2 separate regions of the Sus scrofa genome follow, and region 2 is linked to region 1. Evidence: chromatin contacts called from public Hi-C data. All regions are on one chromosome and are shown on one strand. Each heading gives the region's core, a stretch centred on a gene start, on an enhancer-like site or on the middle of the called end of the contact. The rest is flanking DNA. Distances are from core to core; before and after follow the strand shown. Region 1 holds the start of DENND6B (protein DENND6B). Region 2 holds the start of TRABD (traB domain-containing protein).

What was found. A called contact is a pair of places that touch in the nucleus more often than the background predicts.
Region 2: a Hi-C map of liver shows a contact between it and region 1, with 4 times the contacts expected there. The contact joins the promoter of TRABD here to the promoter of DENND6B in region 1. A contact is called at or near these places in 1 of 5 promoter capture datasets (fetal liver), 12 of 47 Hi-C or Micro-C datasets (blood, embryonic fibroblasts, fetal heart ventricle and 7 more) and 2 of 2 datasets of contacts at active chromatin or transcription factors (alveolar macrophages and skeletal muscle).

What each region holds. Positions count from the first base shown.
Region 1 is chr5:375,193-379,413 of Sscrofa11.1, reverse strand. DENND6B (protein DENND6B) reads right to left here and starts at 2,858. Exons shown (of 20, transcript XM_021091320.1): 1 at 2,605-2,858. The coding sequence starts at 2,766.
Region 2 is chr5:493,251-497,559 of Sscrofa11.1, reverse strand. It overlaps TRABD (traB domain-containing protein), which reads left to right and starts at 2,986. Exons shown (of 10, transcript XM_021091341.1): 1 at 2,986-3,083. PANX2 (pannexin-2) reads left to right here. Exons shown (of 3, transcript XM_003126779.4): 3 at 1-180.

The DNA of each region.
Region 1 (4,221 bases), core at 1,609-4,108:
TGCCAAGAACTGAGACGGCAGAGTGGGCCCTTTGCTCAGCCTATCTGTAGGCTCCTGGCCCCTCAATAAGCCCTCCCACCTCCTCTCACATCTGAGCCCTGCCTCACCTGCAGGCTTCGGTGGCCCCAAAGGTGTGGGACCCCCTCATAGCCTGTGTGCTGGGGGTCTCCATGTCTCTAGCACAGAGCGTGAACTGGTAGGTGGGGCCCTCTCCTCGAGGTCAGCTCTGTGTGCCCATGTCCAGTGCCAGCACTGGGGCCTGGCTGGGGGCAGCTGCTTAGTACCTGATTTATTGACTGAACGCAAGCAGAGCGCCCCGTCTTTGCTTCACTGGCTTTTGGGGGGAGGGTCACCTGAAACGACCCCTCTTCCCTCCCTCTTCCCTATCTGGCTGCCTCCTCATCCTCCAAGACTCAGCACAGCCCCATCCCTTCCTCCAGGCTGTGTCTGCCACAGAGCCCAGAAGGTGGTCCCCAGCCCCCCTCGCATCCCCGCACAAGCACAGGGCTGGGGTCTTCGTGCCGCTCAGCCAGGCCAAGCCCTGAGTACGCAGCTGCAGGCAGGTGCTCCAGGAGCACCGTGGGTTCAGCTGAGATGACCCCGGATTTTCCCCACCACCTCCAGGGGAGGGGACCTGTGTGGCTGCACAGACCTGAGACTAGGAGGGGCCCTGCAACCCCAACATCTCCTCCCTGAGCTATGCAGCCTGCGCTGGGCTCAGAAGTCCAAGTACATGGAGCCTTTAACAGCTCTTGCTTGAAGAGTTAAGTTCTAGAAAATCAGAGGGACCCAGTAGACGCTCTCATGATGTAATTAAGTCTGCACGTGGGCTCTGGGACGCTGGGCGGATCGCCCCTCTGTCTGTACTCCGGTCCCTCTGCCAAGTCGGGGGGTCAGGTGCGGTGGAACGGGGTCTCCGCGGAGAGCCGGGCACACTGTCAGCCCTTCTGCCGATGAGCCTCAAGAGCTCAGCAAGGCCTTGGACACACCCCCTTGTCGGCCCTGGTGTTGGCTTCCTGACAGTGGATCTCGGCCGACTGCAGTCACAGGATGCACCCCTCCTGGGTTCTCGGAAAGGTCCTGACATCACGGTGACGTCTACCTCCAGCCTCCCACACGGGGCGGCTCCACGGTCCAGGTCACGGCCTTTGGGGCGTGGAGGCCATCCCCACAGGCCTTCAGAAGGCCTCCTTCTGAGTCAGCCACATTCTCAGCTACACCCGGGTGGGGAGGGGTGGGGAAGAGCCTCCCCCGCCCAGCATTCCTTTATTTACATAGTTATTATTTTTATTATTTTTTCTTTTTAAGGCCAAGCCTGCGGCATATGGAAGTTCCCAGGTTTGGGTTCAAATTGGAGCTGCAGCTGCAGGCCTACACCACAGTCACAGCAATGCTGGGTCCTTAACCCACTGAGCAAGGCCAGGAATTGAACCCGTGTCCTCATGGATACTAGTCAGGTTAGTAACCTACTGATCCACCACAGTAACTCCTTTCTTTTTTTTAAACTGAAGTATGGTTGATCCACAGTGAGTCAGCTTCAGGTACACATCACGGTGATGCAGCCACAGACATACACAGATACGTGCTCTTTTTTAGGTTCTTTTCTATTACCGATTATTACAAAATATTGAGGCTCGCTCGCTGCGCTCTAGAGTAGATCCTTGTTGGTTACTGACTTTATGTGTAATAGCATGTGTATGCTAATCCCAACCTCCTAACTGATCCCTCCGATTTCCTCTTTGGTAACTGTAAGTTTGTTATCTAAGTCTGTAGATCTGTTTCTGTCTTGTAAACCAGTTCATTTGTATCATTTTATTTAAGATTCTACATATGAGCGATATCATATGGTATCTGTCTTTCTCTGACTTAGTTCACTTAGTATGATAATCTCCAAGTCTATCCACGTTGCTGCAAATGCCATTATTGCATTCTTTCTTTGGGGTGAGTAGTATTCCACAGTGTCTGTACATAGTTAGAGCCTTGCAGGCGTGGGAACCGTTCAGGCCGGGTGAGCGGGAGGCAGCCAGTGAGGAGAAAGATCACCACCGTGGCTGCAATGTGACCCGCAAGGGGTCTGGATCTGTTTCTCAGTTAACGAGGAGGTGTGCAAAGATCGTAAGCAGGAGAGCCACAAAGACCGGACTTTGGAGGACAGCAGCAAAGCTAACGGATCCGAGATCCCGTCTGCAGCCGGAGCTGTACGCCTTGTTCACAGATGAGGGGTGGAGGAGGGGAGGAGTCAAGGTCGTCCCCTGGGATTCCGGCTGGAGGAACTGAGGGGAGAAGGTATCACGGTGCGGGGAAGGGGGCGGGAGGGGAGATTCGCATTGCAGGTAAAATCAAGAGTGCCCCTCTGCTTATCCGAAGCGCAGAGCTCCCCTTTCCTCCCTCCCAACCGCAGGTCCTAGCAACTTGCCTTTCTCTCCTTTGCTCGGGGGCGCACCTTCCAGGAGGTGACAGCTACCGGGTTTCGGAGGAAGAGGCCACCTGAGAGCGGTCTGCCCGAGGGCACCTCCCCCGCAGAGGGATCCCAGGCGGCCCCCGGGCAAGGCCAGAGCCACACCCGCCCTCCCGGCCCCGCCCGCGGCCCCCGCCCCCCCTCACCTCCAGGGCCTGGCCCAGCTCCAGGTCGAAGGTGACCACGCACACGCACTCCAGCCAGGCCGAGAAGCGCGCCCAGGGGGCCCCCGGAGCCCGTGCCCCGGAGCACGGCGCGCCGAGGCGGCCGCGAGCCCGGTGGGGCTCGGCGCCGGAGCCAGCATCCATGGCTGCGGCTGCTCCGAACGGCCGCGCGTTGCCGGGGAAACGGCCGCGACGGGGGCGCCTAGCCGCGTCGGGAGAGAGCGGCGGAGCAGTCGAGCGGCGGCTGCGGACCAGAGCGGCCCGGCCGCCGCCTCGCACCCCCTGGCGGCCGGAGGAGCGCCGTGCAGCGGAGCTGCGCCGAGCCCACCAACGAGAAGGGCCCGCGGGGGCCAGAGCGGCCTCGAGGCTGGAGGAGGGAGGTGCGCGGGCGTGCGAGGCTGGCGGGTGGCGGGTCCGGCTGCGGGCGCGGCCTCCGCGGCCGCCGCGGGGACCGGCGGGTGGAGGCTGGCGGGCTCCCGCCCAGGCCGGCTTTCCTGACCGGATTTCGTCGTTACCTTGTTCCCGTTCCCACCAGGCTCACACGCTGTTTCTCGCGATTCCGAGGGTCCCTCGAGTTTTCTGCTAGGGTCGCCTCCTGGTGTGGGGTCCTGCAGAGGGCTGAGGCTTCCTGGGGCGCTGGGGCGTTGGTTTCCGCGGGCCTGGTAGGCCGTGCGTGCGGCCCCTTCCGAGCTCGTCTTGGGTCCAGTGCTCTACCCAGCATTTCTGGGCCCTTTTGTTAGGCCTTGACCGTGGTCCCAGACCTGTCAGTCCAGACACTGCATAGGTAGGACACATACTGCTTTCCTTTTCTTTTTTTAATTTTGAAAAGGGCCCCACTCCAAGACTAGTCAGGCTAGGCTAGGTTGGGGTAACAACCCCCCTAGAGGAAAACATAGGCCAAACACTCTCTGACATCAAGGACAGCAGCATCTTCTCAGATCCACCTCTTAGAATATTGACAATAAAAACAAAAATAAACAAACGGGACCTAATCAAACTGAAAAGTTTCTGCACAGCAAAGGAAACCCTAAACAAAACAAAAAGACAACCCACAGAATGGGAGAACATCTTTGCAAGTGAATCAACTGACAAGGGATTCATCTCCAAAATTCATAAACACCTTCTGCAGCTCCATACCAAAAAAACAAACAACCCCATCAAAAAATGGGCAGACGATCTAAACAGACGGTTCTCCAAAGAAGACATACGGATGGCCAGGAACCACATGAAAAGATGTTCAGCGTCACTCATTAGTAGAGAAATGCACATCAAAACCACTGTGAGGTACCCCCTTACACCAGCCAGAATGGCCATCATCCAAAGGTCTGCAAACAATAAGCGCTGGAGAGGGAGGGGAGAAAAAGGAACCCCGGACACTGTTGGTGGGATTGTAAACTGGTGCAACCACTGTGGAGAGCAGTATGGAGATTCCTCAGAAAACTAAACATAGAACGACCATTGGATCCAGCAATCCCACTCCCGGGCATCTATCCAGAGAAAACCACGACTCGCAAAGACACATGTACTCCAATGTTCATTGCAGCACTGTTTCCAATAGCCAAGACATGGAAACCACCTAAATGTCCATCGACAGAGGAG
Region 2 (4,309 bases), core at 1,737-4,236, 120 kb before region 1:
AACGCAATAACCATGCCCCCTCCAGGCCTCCAGCCCCCTGGCTCGGCCGGCGTCCACCAGGCTTCCATGGGGGCCCAGGGCCGGTGATGGGCGGGGCTGTCCCTATTACCTCAGCCACGGCGACGACGTGACAGTATTACCAAGGTAGCACCGAGCATATCAATAAATATTATTCTGATACCCCTGCGTCCCGAGTGGTCCATCCTGCACGGCGTGGGGTGCTGGGGACCGGCAGGGCCTGGGAGGCGGCCCCGCCCTCCGGTCATCCCCAGCCGGGCAAGAGCACATTGTCGCTCGGAACGGGCGTGTCCGGCATCCCGGGCTGCCAGGGGGCTGCAGTGGGCCTCTCAGGAAGCCGTCCGCCGTCTAAGGCCTGGGGGCGGGAGCGCCCAGGTCCATGGGGGGCAGCAAGATCAGGCGGGACTCGGGAGGGTTGCCCAGGAGAGGCGCCCTTGATGCCGTCTGGCGGTGCTCGTGCCACTGGGATGGAGGGCAGGGCGCCTGCCTCACCAGGCCCAGGACGCAGGCGGGGCTGAGGCTGGTCCCAGGGCTTCACCAAGGAGTCACACACCTGCAGGTCGTGGCGGGGGACCCCGAGAGTCTGAACAGAGGCTCCTGGGAGGCAGGTGGCTGGGGCGGGTGGGGTGCAGGCCTCAATGGCGGGTGCTTTGCAGGAATCAGAGCGTGACCTCCTGACCGGCATGGCCTCCTCCAAGCCCCTCCGCAGGCCTCCGTGGAGCAACCCGGCTCGATGGGCTGGGCTTCCCGAGAATGGGGACAATCCATCGATCTGTGTTTTGGGTGTCTTTTTTTTTTTTAATTTTTTTAGGGTCACACCTGTGTCATATGGAGGTTCCCAGACTAGGGGTCGAGTCGGAGCTGCAGCTGCCAGCCTACACCACAGCCACAACATGGGATCCTTAACCCACTGAGCGAGGCTAAGGATCGAACCCACGTCCTCATGGATACTCGTCTGATTCATTACCACTGAGCCACAATGGGGACTCACCGATGTGGTTTTTTTTCTCATCACTCGGGCGTGGTGAGGCCGCGAGAGCAGAGAGGAGGGGGCTCGCCCCACCTAGGGCCTCACGGGGAGGCGCCCCAGGCAGTCACCGGGCCAGGAGAGGGAACCCCTGGTTTCTGCAGGGTGAGCAGCTACAGGACTGGCCTGCGTGCTTGACCTCGGTGAGCTCAGGGCAGGGGCGTGGCCCTAGTTGTCAGGCGCCTGGCCTGGGTCAGAAGGACTTGGAGAAGGAGCCCCCAAGGACACAGTACCCAGGGGTGGGGGGGCGGTCAGGGGCTCTGGACGAGAGCCCTCTTGGTCCCATGCAAGCAAGCAGCTCCGTTATGCCGGCGAGCCGGGCACCGGGGCCAAGATGACCCTGCTGGCAGGGTGACAGTACCCACCCAGGGACCCGTCTTGCTGGCCTCAGGCAGCAGCATTTGCCAGGTCCCCCTGCCATACCCTAAGTGGGGCTGGAGTCCAGCCCGGCCGTCCCACCCTGACCCGGGCACATGCTGTGGTTCTGCCCAGAGTAGAGATGACCCTGAGCCATGTAGGGACGAGGCTCCACCCTGTGCGGTGAGGCCTCAAGGCCATGGGAGTTCCACAGGCACAGGTCCAGGCAACGCTGGGCACAGCAGCCACAGCGCGCCCCCCCACCCCCCGTGTCTTCACTGAGACTGCTCTGCTCAGCCCTGTCCCCTGAGCCAAGGCCTGGCAGGACATTTCAGACCCAGTCTCATCCAGAGGCCTGCTCCTTGGAGCAAACACGTGGCCTCTGGGGTGTGAACTGGCCCGTGGCCTTGGCTTGCTGGGAAAGAAGGGGCCGAGTCAGTGTCCCACAGACGCATCCATCTCCCCGCAGGTGCCATGGGACGTTCCTTTGACACCCCCCCCCCAATCTGCTTGCTCCTTCCCTGCACCTTTCCCAAGAGGAGGGGCTCCCAGAGAACTGGGACCCCACCCGTCAGCTGAGGCTGCAATCCAGGCTTCTGGTCCTCACACAAGCCCCACCTGGGCTTCTCAACCCGTCTGTCGCTAGGTCCCTGGCAATCGCGCACAGCCGCTCTCCTGTGTGAATGGCCAAGGAGGGCAGGAGGGCAGAATCGACCTGAGCTGGCACACAGGAACTGGACAGAGGCCTGGGCCAAGGGCCTGGCTGCTCGACTTCAGCCCAAAGCCGTTTAGATAACAGATCACAGCCCAGCCTGTGGGCGGGAGCGGGAGCCCGCCCCGCACAAGTGAACGGGGGCGGGGGCCTCTATGGCCCACGGCAGCCCGCCCGCAGGAGGGCCACCGCCAGACTGAGAACCCGCCCAGGACCTGCACGGGTCACCAGGTCTGGGCCAGACGCCCCCTTCCTGGAACCAGCTCTGACCGCAGGTGGGCTGACCTCAAAGGCCAAACCAGGCACCGGCTGGACAGGCTGTCCTGAGGGCCCCCACCTCCCACCAACCGCGGACCCTGCCCCTTCCCCGGCCCCCTCTCCCCCGGCCGCCCCCGCCCACGTCTCCCCGGGCCCCAGCCGCCAGGCCAAGGGGTGCTCGAGGTGGCCACATGGTCGCCGTTGGGGACCCGAACGCTGCTCCTCGCTGGCACCATCACCGCTTTTTTGAGTAGTTTTGACGGTTCTGTATCAGAGCAGGCAAAGCCACCCCGAGGACGCTTTTTTTTACTAACTGGGGGCTGCGGCCAGAGAATTTTAGGGCGCGTCTCAACTCGGGTGGCAGACCTGAGACTCGAACCTGTGCCGCGTAACCGACACAGGAGTCCTCGGATCAAGGCGCCGGGGGCGGGGCGGGGAGGGGCGGGGCTTCTAGCGCGCGGCCTCCTGGGAAGTGAAGTCCGCGGCCGCTCGCGCGCTGCCCCGCGGGAACCGTAGTCCGCCGGCTCGGGCCAGGCGCGCGGCAAGAGCAGACAGACAGCGCGCGGGACTACGCTTCCCGGCATGCCGCGCGCCGCCCGGCCCCCCCCGGCCCGGGCCTGTCCGGCCGCCCCGCCCCGCGGCCCCGGTCCGCCCCGTCCGGTGGGGCGACGAGCCGCATGGAGGCCGGCTGAGGAGCGCCGCCCTGCTTCGGTACGCCGCGCGGCACGGTCCTGGGGCGGGGGGCGGCGCGCGGGGGCCCCGGTGGGTCGGGGTCAGGTCGCGGTCGAGGTCGGGAGACCAGCCAGCCCCCAGCGTAGGGTCTCGGGCCAGGAGGGTCAGCCCCGGCCTCCGAGGGGTGCGCGCGGGGTGGGCGGTCGACGGCAAGGGTCGAGAGGGCTCAAGGGCTCGAGTGGCGCACGCGGGGGGCGGGGCCGCGGGGCGGGGACCCGGGCCGGTGTCGGTCGGAGTCGGGGGCCGGGGGCGGAGTCGGTCGGAGTCGGGGGCCGGGGGCGGGGTCTGGCCTGAGCCGCGGCGGGGGGGCGGTGGAGGGTCCACACCTCCCCAGGCGGCGGCTGCAGGGTCTCGGTGGAGACCCTGGGCGCTTCCTGCCCTACGTGCTGGAGGCCTCTGCCCTTCAAGCCGAGCAAGCACGGCTGCCATATGGGCAAAGTAGACCAAACTTCCAAGGCCTGTAGGTCTTTGCCTGCCTTGTTTCTGTGAAGTAGCGTTATTGAGACACAACTTAAACGTGCCACAAAGTACCACAAAGTTCACCTATGCGTCTTTGCGAAACTATCCCGAGAAAGGAAGCGAAGGCACATGGAAAACGAGGAACTGGCCCAGAAGTCCTCGGCTGACTTTGGGCGTCAGGACAGCCTCTTCGGGAGACTGGGTGGTTTCCAGGTGGAATCCTCCTGGCTTTCGGGGTCCCCTGGAGAGGAAGCCGTCCAGGCTGCCCCCTTAGCACGCTCCGGTGCGGGCTCCTCTGACCCTGGGCCTCTGTTGCTTTTGCTGCTGATGCCCCCTCATTGTGTAACTAGGAGGGAGCCCCGGCCTTGGGGCCAGCGGTCAGCCTTGCAGGACGGCGGTGATGCTGCGGTGTCTGAGGCTGCTGGGCAAAACTGCCAAGAGGGGGCCGGGCATGGTGGACAGACAGGCCCCTACACAGTGCCCTGCGGTGGAGGTCAGTGTCGGGACCTAGCATTGGGCCGTGTCCAGGTTCCAGGGGGTCAGCCAGGTGTGCTGGACGAGGAGCCATTTAGGCGTCCAGCTCAGATGTGAATTGGCATGTGCCCTCCGCCCCAGTCCCGACCTTTGCCACACCTCCATAGAGCAGGGCCTGCCAGACCCAGGAGGGTCTCCAGTGGCCAAGGTGCCCAGGCTTCAGAAGTGGGGGTGTAGGGGGTAAGGGTCCTGGGCCACACGCTGCTGCCTCC